Linked DNA regions of Mus musculus: regions 1, 3 and 4 are each linked to region 2. A link is a contact called in public HiChIP or PLAC-seq and Micro-C data. All regions are on one chromosome and are shown on one strand. The core of a region is the stretch at or near the end of the contact, and the rest is flanking DNA. Distances in the headings are between cores, read along the strand shown.

Evidence for each region. A called contact is a pair of places that touch in the nucleus more often than the background predicts. HiChIP or PLAC-seq counts read pairs in DNA pulled down with a chosen protein or histone mark.
Region 1: a Micro-C map of embryonic stem cells shows a contact between it and region 2, with 5 times the contacts expected there. The contact joins the promoter of Tial1 here to the promoter of Prss8 in region 2. A contact is called at or near these places in 1 of 39 promoter capture datasets (pre-B cells), 1 of 484 Hi-C or Micro-C datasets (embryonic stem cells) and 1 of 115 datasets of contacts at active chromatin or transcription factors (large pre-B cells).
Region 3: a contact with region 2 is called in an HNF4G HiChIP or PLAC-seq map of pancreatic cancer cells. The contact joins the promoter of E430018J23Rik here to the promoter of Prss8 in region 2. A contact is called at or near these places in 2 of 115 datasets of contacts at active chromatin or transcription factors (microglia and pancreatic cancer cells) and 1 of 9 other capture datasets (adipose tissue).
Region 4: an H3K27ac HiChIP or PLAC-seq map of extraembryonic endoderm stem cells shows a contact between it and region 2, with 4 times the contacts expected there. The contact joins the promoter of Zfp771 here to the promoter of Prss8 in region 2. A contact is called at or near these places in 2 of 39 promoter capture datasets (cranial neural crest and embryonic stem cells) and 2 of 115 datasets of contacts at active chromatin or transcription factors (extraembryonic endoderm stem cells and kidney).

Annotation. Positions count from the first base shown.
Region 1 is chr7:128,460,371-128,463,070 of GRCm38.p6, forward strand. Tial1 (Tia1 cytotoxic granule-associated RNA binding protein-like 1) reads right to left here and starts at 1,303. Exons shown (of 12, transcript NM_001347640.1): 1 at 755-1,303. The coding sequence starts at 786. It overlaps Gm32816 (a long non-coding RNA gene), which reads left to right and starts at 1,350. Exons shown (of 4, transcript XR_378509.4): 1 at 1,350-1,882.
Region 2 is chr7:127,928,853-127,931,640 of GRCm38.p6, forward strand. Prss8 (protease, serine 8 (prostasin)) reads right to left here and starts at 1,261. Exons shown (of 6, transcript NM_133351.3): 1 at 946-1,261; 2 at 705-722. The coding sequence starts at 1,030.
Region 3 is chr7:127,392,310-127,395,009 of GRCm38.p6, forward strand. E430018J23Rik (RIKEN cDNA E430018J23 gene) reads right to left here and starts at 1,312. Exons shown (of 3, transcript NM_198011.2): 1 at 944-1,312; 2 at 692-805; 3 at 1-206. The coding sequence starts at 1,127. It also overlaps a transcript of Zfp764 not described here.
Region 4 is chr7:127,243,167-127,245,866 of GRCm38.p6, forward strand. It overlaps Zfp771 (zinc finger protein 771), which reads left to right and starts at 1,360. Exons shown (of 3, transcript NM_177362.4): 1 at 1,360-1,442; 2 at 1,819-1,968. The coding sequence starts at 1,828.

The DNA.
Region 1 (2,700 bases), core at 53-2,552, 530 kb after region 2:
TCCTTTTATCCAACTCCGATGGTCCGGACGCACAAACGGATTAGGAAGCGGCATCACTAACTGAGCGAAAGGAGTTTAACTGGTTGTCAGGTTGGCGCAGTAAGCGCTCAAAGTAAACTTCGTTATCCAAGGGACAGAGGTGGTGCACGGTGGCGAAAAGCAATCACTTTGGCACTTCAAAAGCAGCAGGCGCTAGGCGGGTGTTTCTGACAGCGTGGGGCACGTGGGGCAGAAAGAGACAAGGGGCTCCTCTGGTTAAAGAGTGGTAGACTGGGGAGAAGGACTCGGAGCGACTGAGGCTGAGGACGTGGACTGCTGAGGACGTGGACTGAGGCTAAACGTTCAAGCCAAAGGATGCAGTAGTGGTCCCACCCCCGCCAAGCCCTGCCCCCGTAGGGACCCACAGCTCCTGGCTCAGCCCGGAGCCCCCAAAGCACAGGGGGAACAGTAGCTCTCCCGCGCCTGACAGCCTCAGCCGTGCACAAGCCCAGCCAAGCAAGAGTGTGCAAAAGAAGGGGTCGGGAGGAAAAAGTCGAGACAAGCCCTAGACCCTAGGAAGTGACTGTGTTTGGGGGGGAAGGGAGGGCTTCCTTCTCTGGGAAGGGGGACAGATGAGGAATGCACTTCACAGCCGCGCCACCGCGACGCCCGGCTCTCCGCTTCTAGTCCCGGGCTCCTGCTCTCCCTTCCTCCCTCCGCTTCCCGCAGTGCCCGGGCCACTCGGTGCCTGGCACCCCGGGTCTCGGGTACTCACAGAGTCCGGGGCTGTCCGTCGTCTTCCATCATGGTGGGTGCGACGGAGTGATCCCGGGACAAGGGGGAGGGCAGGGCTGGGGAGGGGAGGGGGCGGGAAGGAAGGGGAGGGGGGCTCCGGGCGCCGGCTGGGGACAGAGGAAAAGGTACTGAACCCCGCTCTCGGGTCCGCTCCCCCCAGCCCGCTCCGGACACTGCGCTCCAACCAGGAGGAGCAGGAGGAGGAGGAGGATGAACAAAATGGCCGCCACCACCAGCCAGGCAGGAAACGCGGCAGGGCGCAGGCGCGGCCCGCCAGGTCACTGCTCAGGCCAGCTGCGACGGCCTGTCCGGCAAAAGTAGCTAAAGAGACAGAAAGCCCGGCCAAAGAGTACACCCTGCGACTGGACACGACGGAGCACGTTGTCGCTGTGGGCCTGCTGGCCAGTCAAGACCTATCCGGGTCCAAGAGAGACCCAACACAGAGAGAAAAGCCGCGAAACCAAGTCTCCGGGAATTGCGGTCCCGGGAAAGTGGGGGAAGCCCTTCTCCAGTGGCCTTCTGGGAACTGTAGTTCAAGGCAGACCCTGCGCCTGCCGGAGCGCGAAGGAGAGATTTCTGGGTAGTGTAGTCGTACGTGAGGACGTGCCGCGACTAAGTAGTCGGCGTGCCGGGATAGAGCGAGGAATAAAAGGCGGGCGGCCGAAATAGAGAGGAGCTGTCCGGGAAGTAAACTACAAATCCCAGAGTGCCTCGCGCCGGGGCCCGCCCCAGGATCGCTCTTAGCATCTTAAGGCTCTTCTGTTGGTCCAGTGTGAGCTTCTGCTCCGCCTCCGTCCAGCCCCAGAGCGGTTTCTTCAACTGCAGATCAGGCGGTGTGCTGGCTCCGCGTGGTTCTCCCGTCAGCCGGCCTTGCCCGCCTCTACTCTCAGAACTGCTGGTCCGTGTTCAACAACCGACGCCTCACGCGACGGGCAAAAGAGTGGCAACTCTGAACCCGGAGAGATGTAGCGGACATCGGGCAACACCAGATCCAGCCTTGTCTTTGAGCACGTGTTCTAACCAGATAGGCCTTTCTAGACTATACCGCTTGTAACTTGCTTTACAAGTTCCACAAGGATCGCTACCCATTATCTCATCGGATTAGTGGGTAAGGCTGCAAAAGAGCAGCCCCTCATTCAAATGGCTTGTACCGCTCTTTCAAATCCCTACTTAAAACTTAAATATTCGCGTGGTGGCGCACAGTGCTACTGAACAGGAGGATAATGGATTTAAGGCCAGCCTAGAAATAGATACCAAGACCTTATCAAAAACTAATAATCAGTGAAAACAGCAAAGAGGCTCAACGACCAGGTCTCATGCCAAAACAGTCTGGAGTTCGGTATTGGAGGACACGGGCTGCTAGTATTGAGATGCTAAAGCAAGAGAGGAGATAGAATCATGACAATCTACTGGATGTACACCACATTTGTGGCTGAGGCCCCTAGGGGTCAGACGAAGGGATGGCATTCCCTGCCTGAGACTGGAGTTAACAGTGGTTGTGAGCTGCATATGAGTGCTGAGAACCAAACTGGAAGCCACTGTAAGTGTGCTCTTAACCAGCTCTCCCGTGCCCCCAGCTGCACACTGTCTCATTGAAGGAGAGAAAAGGTCTGGTGGCCAACAGAGAGCTTTGGGGTAGCTTATAGATCTGCTTAGCTGCATACTGAAACCCTACCTGAATTTACAGGTACAGTGGGAGATTGGAGGCTGCTTCTCCATGAGCCTAGGAAGGAGAGAGTAAGTCTGAACGAGAAACGGATTATATCCCAAAGTGAAAAAGGAAAGAGCAACTGGGCGTGGTGGCGCACGCCTTTGATCCCAGCACTTGGGAGGCAGAGGCAGGCGAATTTCTGAGTTCGAGGCCAGCGTGGTCTACAGAATGAGTTCCAGGACAGCCAAGGCTATACACAGCAAATCCTATCTCGA
Region 2 (2,788 bases), core at 11-2,510:
CAGGCTGGCTGACACCTGTTCTCATGCCTATGACTGTTCCAACTGCACCAACCTGAGCGTTACCTAGAGACACACCTGTTTCCACCCTCTCCCCATCTGCTGAGCACAGGAGAACTAGGGGTGTGATTGAACATTGCAAGGAAATTGGATTCCTCAGGTTGGGGACCTGAGCCGCTCCCCCCACCCCCCAAGCTAGCAGTAGGCAGAGAAAACACCTAGCTAGATTCTTCCTTCATTCCCTCACAATCCTGACAATGGCTACTACTCAGACTGCAGCTGAGGCGCATCTAGGCTCCAAGGGGCTTTCACTTCCCAATCTCCCGGTCTTCCTCACAGCCCTAGAAGAACAGAACTGAACAGCTTTTCAAGGCAAAGAAACTGGAGCTTTGAAAGATAAGGAGACAAGGCTACTAGATAGTTATGCTCAGACCGGAAACCAGTCTACACTGGAGCTGATCTTCTCAGAGCCACCTCCCCTACCCACACTGAGAGTCAGGCTTCGATTATGCCCGCGGACAGCTCACTGCATCTCTTTACCTCAGTTTCCTCATAAAACAAGAGCCAAGATTCCATACACTCAGAGCTGTTGGGACACTTAGTGTGGCTAAGTGCAAGCCCAGCTAGGCGACAAGTGTTCCTACAACCCGCCAGGGGACACCGAGCCGCTGTGCCCTCACTCCCCCAACTCCCGCAGAAAGCCTCACCTTCAGTCCCGTCAGCTCCTGGAGGGAAAGAAAGAGAGAGGAGTTGGCAGGGAGGCCTGAGTCCCCAGAGCCCTTCACGCCAACCGCTTCCCCATAGGGTGATTCCTTGTTTGGGGGACTAACAAGAGAAGAGGGGAAGACGGTAGGAACACGGAGATTCGCGAATTCAGTCTACACGGGGACCAGCCTGCTCTCACCGGGGCTCCTTCTCCAACCCTCCCTCCCGCGGATCCATACTTACGGATTCCCGACTGGAGCAATCCGAGAAGGAGCAGAATGGTCACAGCTTCCAGCTGCCCAAGTCCCAGGCCCACCCTTAGGGCCATGGCCTAGGACAAGGGCCCCCCGAAGGAGCCCCTAGGTAGAAAGGGAAGAACCAGAAGGCTGGTTTTGAAGGCAGGATCTAGGTGTGGGATCAGAGTGAGGAATCCCAGGATCTAGGCTGGGAAGGTGAAGCAGGCTTCTCGGCAGAAAATGGCCAGGGGGAAGACGGGACACACCTTTAGTCTCTCTGCAGTGACCAGCGTGGACCTGTTCTGCCTTACAATTTGGTCAACAGAGACCTCTCCAGGCACTTCAGGAGCCAACCACCTGTGGGCTCCTCCCTCAGCCACGCCCTCCTCCTCCTCCTCGGAAAGCAGGCTTTTTTTTTTCCTGCTTCTGGCCTCTGTGGTCCTTTCCTGGATCCTTTCGCAGTGGGTGCTTTTGATACAGGAAAACTGATCCTGGACAGTCAGAAAGCAGTCCCAGGCAGGACTGGGAACCCTAAGGGCCAGCCAAGTACCCCAGGTCTTATTGGTCACTCAGTTATCACCCCCCCTCCCCCCACTCCTAGTCCCCTCTTCCCCGACAACCTGGCCTGGTCTAGACCTTATTAAGGTAGGGCCACAGCCGCTGCTCAGCCCTTCCCATCCCTCCTCAGGCCAGGTATCTAAAACTAGCATGGGGGAATGCCCCAGGCCAAAGCCATTCGTGGCAGGCCCTCTGTAGAAACACCTTCCTGCAGGTGTTGAGCACGGCTGGCTATTGACAATCATCCGGTAAGTATTTGCTAAGTACCTATCTGTGCACCCGGCACAAGTGGCAGACTGTACCATCTATGACCTCCTTAAGATGATGATGAAGTGGGGATGTCAGACTCGAATCAAGTAACAAAAGGCAATTATTGATTAATCATTTCAAATTAGGAGCTGTGATATAGACCCAATTAGTGGGACTCTCAACTGCACAGTAGCTGCAGGGCTCGTGGAAGAACAACGCTGGGAACCAAATCCTCAGAGGGCATGGAAAGATGCCAACCAAACAACACTGGCAAAGTTAGGCCAGGTGTGGTGGCACGTGTCTTTAAAGCCAGTTGTGCTTTGTCCCACGGAGGCACAGGCAGGCAGATGTCTGTGAGTTTGAGGCTAGACTGGTCTACATAGCAAATTCTAGGATAGCCAAGGCTACATAGAGAAAAATCTCTAAAAAAAAAAAAAAAAAAAGCCGGATGTGGTGGCACACTCCTTTAATCCCAGCAGCACTCAGGAGGCAGAGGCAGGGGGATTTCTGAGTTCGAGGCCAGCCTGGTCTACAAAGTGAGTTCCAGGACAGCCAGGGCTATACCGAGAAACCCTGTCTTGGAAAAAAAAAAGAATAAATAAATAAATAAATAAAGACAAAGCCGGGGTGTTGTGAAGTAGGTAGGGTAGGAGTTCAGGGAAAGGCCTAGGGAAGGCTCGGTGGTAAAGCAATTCCCACGTGCAGGCCCATAAAAACCCAGGTTCCGATCCCTGGCTTTCTGTAAAGTGTGAGTGTGGCGGTTCACAGCTGCAACCCCAGGACAGTCCTGGGTGGGAGTCAGCAGACCCTGGGGCTTTGCTGCCCAGCCAGTCTAGGCGAACCAGCAAGGTCCAGGTTCATGAAACCCTGCCTCAAGACAGGCTGGAGAGCAGCAGCCTCAGAGTTTGCTTGTGCTGGTGCATGCATGTGTGTGTACACATGAGTAACAGGGCACAGGAGTTCACAGAAAGGCAGCCCGTGTGCCGGCCGTCTGTGGGTATGGATATGGGTTAGGTTTAAGCTGAGGAAAAACTGACCCTTAC
Region 3 (2,700 bases), core at 62-2,561, 540 kb before region 2:
ATGACGCTGGTCTGCTTTTAGGATAGGGTTGTGCACCGCAACAGTGGGGTGCCCCTGCTGAGAGTTCTTGAAAAGCAGCTCCAAGTTGCAAGAAGGGGAAGCAAAGGAGGGGCGTGGCTCCATAGGCCCAGCTTCTGGAGAAAGTATCTTCTTGGTTGCCTTGGTCTCTTCCCTTGGTCTCTTCCCTTCCTTCTCGTGCCTGCAATCTGCTGGGAGACCATGACAAAGCTCAGACTCTGACTCTACTGCCCCTCGATTCCCACAGCCCCACATGGAAACAGGGCACAGGAGGGGAGAGGCCACAGCATCTGAGCATGCGTGGTGCACAGATGTCCAGATGCAGCATAAAGAAAGGTGTCTGTGTGGTCCCCATTCCCAAGTGCAGTGAGCTAAGCACTTGTCAGAGGTGGACAGCAAGAACTGAAGGAGACTCCAGAACGCAGTCACAGAGATGGCAGCAGAGGAGTGGGAACGAGGGGCTACAACCTATACAGCCTAGTGACCCTGTAGATATGAGGTGAGAGCACTGGACAGAACCCTTTTCAGATGAATCCAGGGGCCAGCCATCATGGCTTTGGCCAAGAAACAGAAAAACAGGGAAGAAACTGCCAGGCAGTAAGTGCAGTCACTAGAAGACACCACACAGGCTGGCAACACAGAAGTTTCCCCAGGCAAGTACCCAGTCCTTCACCTGAGTGGACTTCTGTCCTGCACATGGCCACCTCTGGCTCCTGGGCACCGGGTCCCCACACTTCGGACTCTTCCTCCACCCAGCAGATGAGCGCTGGTTTGTCGCCCCCGACTTCTGGAGGGAAAGATAGCAAACCCCACGAGTCAGGTCGACCCACTTGTTACGACCACCCGTACCCAGGGAACTCCGATCCACCGCATGACCCACAGTGTCAAGGGCTACGCGAACCCAGGCGGCCAGGAAGGTTCTCACCCAGAGAGGCCAGGAGACCATAGGTCTCGCGCATCACCTCTCGGTACAGGGTTCTCTGCGCCGGCCGCAGACACCTCCACTCCTCCGGGGAGAAGTACACGGCCACGTCCGCGAAGCTCACAGTCCCAGGCTTAAGGAATGCAGGCCAAGCGGAGGCCCTTTCCGGGGCCATCCGCGGCGCCATGGGGACTCCCCGCACTGTTCCGTGATCTGCCTGGCGTCCCCTGGATCGCCTGCCAGATCCTAGGTTGCCGCGGTGGGGTACCAGGGCTGAGAAAGGACATATATCAGGTCCGTGAGCACCCTAATGTAGGTGAAAATTGAAGATTCCTAGAAGCAGGTACAGATGCAAGACGTGGTGATGAACTCATAGAAATGGTAGCAGTATTTGTGCATAAACGTGTGGGGGCGGGGCGGGGCGGGGCGGGGCGGGGAGTAACAAGAACCTTGATCCCTGGGGTCCCGCCCAAGGTTACGTCACCGGATTTCCTGGGTCATTGTTTTCTAGCCCTCATCCAAAATGGCCAAAGTGTCTACAAGTGCCAATCTAAGACCAAGACTGAAGTGGACGTGCCTATGTGGGCGGGGACTCCAGGACCGCGAGTATCGTGCAGTTGAGGAATGGTACAGATTCTGTGTGTTCACACCACTCTCAAGTTAAGCTAGGTGGAAGCAGTCTGTGAATTTTGGGTTGGGGTAGAATCTGAGAAAACTCATTTCAGAGATAGAAGTTTAAAAATGAAAGCTTTATTTCTGTGCACGCGTATGTAGTGGCCAATTTGGGAGCTGAACAGCATCCCGGAACAGAGCTTATATAACGTTTTCATAGGATGAAAACACAAAGCAAGGGGGACTTGGGTGCACTGTTGCGTTAGTCAGTCTTTCACACAATGGGTTAAGCAAGGAAGTTAACTTTGGTGACTGGACCTCATCAGCGTCACTTTGTTTCAGGTTCCTTGATTTAGCTTTTGCAGCCAGGTCGCATCCTGGACTGGTCTGGAATTTAGAATGATAAGGGAACAATGGAGTGGGCAATCTGCACATTTATGACTTGTGTGCCTTAGTTTAGACAGCAAATAACAGCAACATCCCTCTTTACAGCCTTTACTGGATAACAAACATGAAACACCTAAAGTCACAGGATAGTTGTTAGTTCCAGCCTGGGATCCTGAACCCTGTCAGCAAGATGGAGGTCCAGCAATGGCTGGACTCAGGAATTAACAGGTGTTTGGTGTTTTTCTTCTGGTCAGTGTATTGTGGAGCCCCAGAAAGCCTGTGGCAGGAAGAATATTAATAAGCTAGAAAGTATAGCAGTCTCAGAGGTTGTTTCCACCAGCTTGGTCTACACATCTCAAAGTAGTTGAGAAATACTGTCCTTGACACATGTCTGAGATCATAGAGCTGGTCTTTGATCAGCCAGGACACTCGGAACATTCACGACCTAATCTTCTAAAACTCTACATCTGCCCATCTGGATTTTTTTTCCCCTTCACTTCCAGGAAGGAATTAAAGTTTCTGGGAAGATTGTGAGATTCCCATGAAATATCCAAGAGAGGAATGAGGCCCTACTCACGGTCATATACATCCAGGTTTTCAGTCTGGTTCATTGCTATTTTAATATAAAATACCTACCTATGAAAGGAATCTTGGCTGGGCAGTGGTGGCACACGCCTTTAATCCCAGCACTTGGGAGGCAGAGGCAGGCGGATTTCAGAGTTTGAGGCCAGCCTGGTCTACAGAATGAGTTCCAGGACAGC
Region 4 (2,700 bases), core at 110-2,609, 690 kb before region 2:
AAAACCAAAAAAAAAAAAAAAAAAAAAAAAATAAAGATTGTATTTGCTGGGCATGGTGGCGCACACCTTTAATCCCAGCACTTGGGAGGCAGAGGCAAGTGAATTTCTGAGTTCAAGCCAGCCTGGACTACAGAGTGAGATCCAGGACAGCCAGGGCTATCCAGAGAAACCCTGTCTCGAACCCCCCCCCCAAAAAAAAAAAAACCAAAACAAAAAACCAAAACAACAACCACAAAGATTGTATTTATTTTATGTGTATGAGTACTCTGTAGCTCTCTCAGACACACCAGAAGAGGGCATCTGATCCCATTACAGATGGTTGTGAGTCACCATGTGGTTGCTGGGAATTGAACCTGTGGAAGAGCAGTCAGTGCTCTTAACCATTGAGTCATCTCTCTGGCTCCTTTATTATTTTTATTAGAAAAAAAAAGTTTCACTATGCAGGTCTGCCTGGCCTTCAACTTACAGAAGTCCACCTGCTTCTGCCTCCCCAGGGCTAAGTGGCACCATGCCCAGTTAAAAATATCTAGAGAGATAGGCAAGATGGTACTGTATGTAGTATTGTAGAGTGGATTTGACCTTGGGCTATTTCTTCCCACACTACCAGTAGTGAGAAATGCTTCTTTACTGTATAATTTAGGTAAATCAGTCCTCTCTGAACTATCTTTAAGTGCACGTGTAAAGTGAGATCGCAATCCTCTGTGCTGAGCAAATGTGACCCAGTGTGTAAAACAGCAAACTTTCAAGAACAGGTACCCAAGCCAGGCACGACAACTCCTGCCTTATACTCTCCAGATTCGGGGTGAGGGTCGGGGGCTTGCCACTGGTTCTAAACTAACCAGGTTTACATAGTGAGCCTCTGACAAGTCAGAAACAACACTCGGTAGATGAAAGCGACAGATTGGGCGGTGGTGGATCTGGGCCGCATGCGGGCAAACAGTAAGCTGTCTGGCAGATCAGGGGATGGGAAGGCGACGCGAGAAAGAACGAAGAAGGAAAAAGGAGGGGAAAGAAGAGAGGAGGCAACAGGGCCCGCTCTCCAGGCGGGGCGCCAGCGAGAGGCCCAGACCCCCGGGAGCGCACGTGGCCTACGCGGGCACAGCAATCTCGGTGGGGCGTCAAGATCCAGCAGCGGCGGAGCCCGGCTGAGGGTGGTTGGAACTCGGCTGCAGGGCCTTGAAGGCCGGGCTAGGCATGGTCTGTTGGTTAGGAGTTTCCGGGCCGCGGACACCTCTGAGTCCCGGCTACCCCTCCCGGGGCGGTTAGGGACAGAAGCTCAGGCCTCCAGCCTCTCCCCTAGGGGCGGGGCCAGACGGGCGAACCAATGAATGTCCGCCCCTGGGGCCCCGCCCCGCCCCCGCCTCCGGAGCCGCGGCCTTCGCAGAGCACCCAACCGCCCCTCGCCCAGGCCCGGGGCCGCACGAGCACCGAACCTCGGGCTGGTGAGTGCGCACTCCACCCCGGGGCCTCAGCTCCAGCGGGCCTCCGGCTCATCCCTTAGCGCTCAGGTCGCCGACCCAGGCTCTGGGGAGTGACTCAGCGCGAGGAGGGTGGCAACTCGCGGGAGCTGGAGATTCGAACTGTTCAGGGCCCTGAATGTCGGGATGAGTGGGGTGAACGGGTGTCTTCTGAGCTGGGCCCTGGGCAGTGTCGGAGCGTGGGGTTGGGTTAGGGTGGATGGGAAAGGACTGGACTCGGAGCCTGGGCAGGGCGGGGGAAGCCACGGCTGCACCGCCTTGTCTGGGCCGGGGCCACAGTGGGGGTGGGGGTGGGGGTGGGGGGCGGGTCCTGAGCCTCTGATCCAGCGCCCCGCCTCAGGACACCAAGATGCCTGGCGAACAGCAGGCAGAGGAGGAGGAGGAGGAAGAGATGCAGGAGGAGATGGTGCTGCTGGTGAAGGGTGAGGAGGAGGAGGGTGAGGAGAAGTATGAGGTGGTGAAACTCAAGATCCCTGTGGACAACAAGGAGGTACGTGTTCCGTCCCGATCCCACCCCCACCCTCGAACCTGTGCCAGGTTCAACGTCCCTCAGACAGAAGTCAAAAATCCTGCCCCCGCCTTTTCCTGGATCTCAGATCTAGAAACTCAGAATTGGCCCATCCTTGTGCTCACTGCCCCCCACGCCCCATTGGATAGACGTTTGGCCCACTGTGAGAGCCAGATGCCATGCTGGGTGCTGCTTGAGGCACCGTGCTGAGTGGCTTCAGTCTCCACGCAGCCTGATGTCTGTAAACTCACAATCCTGTATCCTGAGTCCAGATATAGGAGTTAGCAAAGGCCAGAGGTGAGGGAAGATGAGGCCAGGCCGCAGTAACAACAGCTACCTCTCGCATAGTTTATGGTGTGCCAGATGCTATTCTAAGCACCTCCAGTCTGGTTTGTTGCTAGTACTGACTCCATTTTCTAGGTGAGGAACTGAGTCTAAGACAGTTGGCAACCGACCTAAGTGACTACCCCAGACTGGAAGAGTGGCTCTGTCTGTAGGGAGCTATGGGACAGTAGTTCCCTCATACTCCAGCACAGCTCCAGGCAGGTTGGTTGGCAGAGCATGCTGGGGATCTGGGTTTTCTCCTGGAGGTTTTTAGGACATCAGAATGAGTTAGAGTCTGCCATTTGAGACCCTAACTATTCACCAATTATTTTACTTCCCAGAGCTGCCAGGGACCCTGGGCTGTCCCTTTCTCAGTAGACTTGAGTTCAG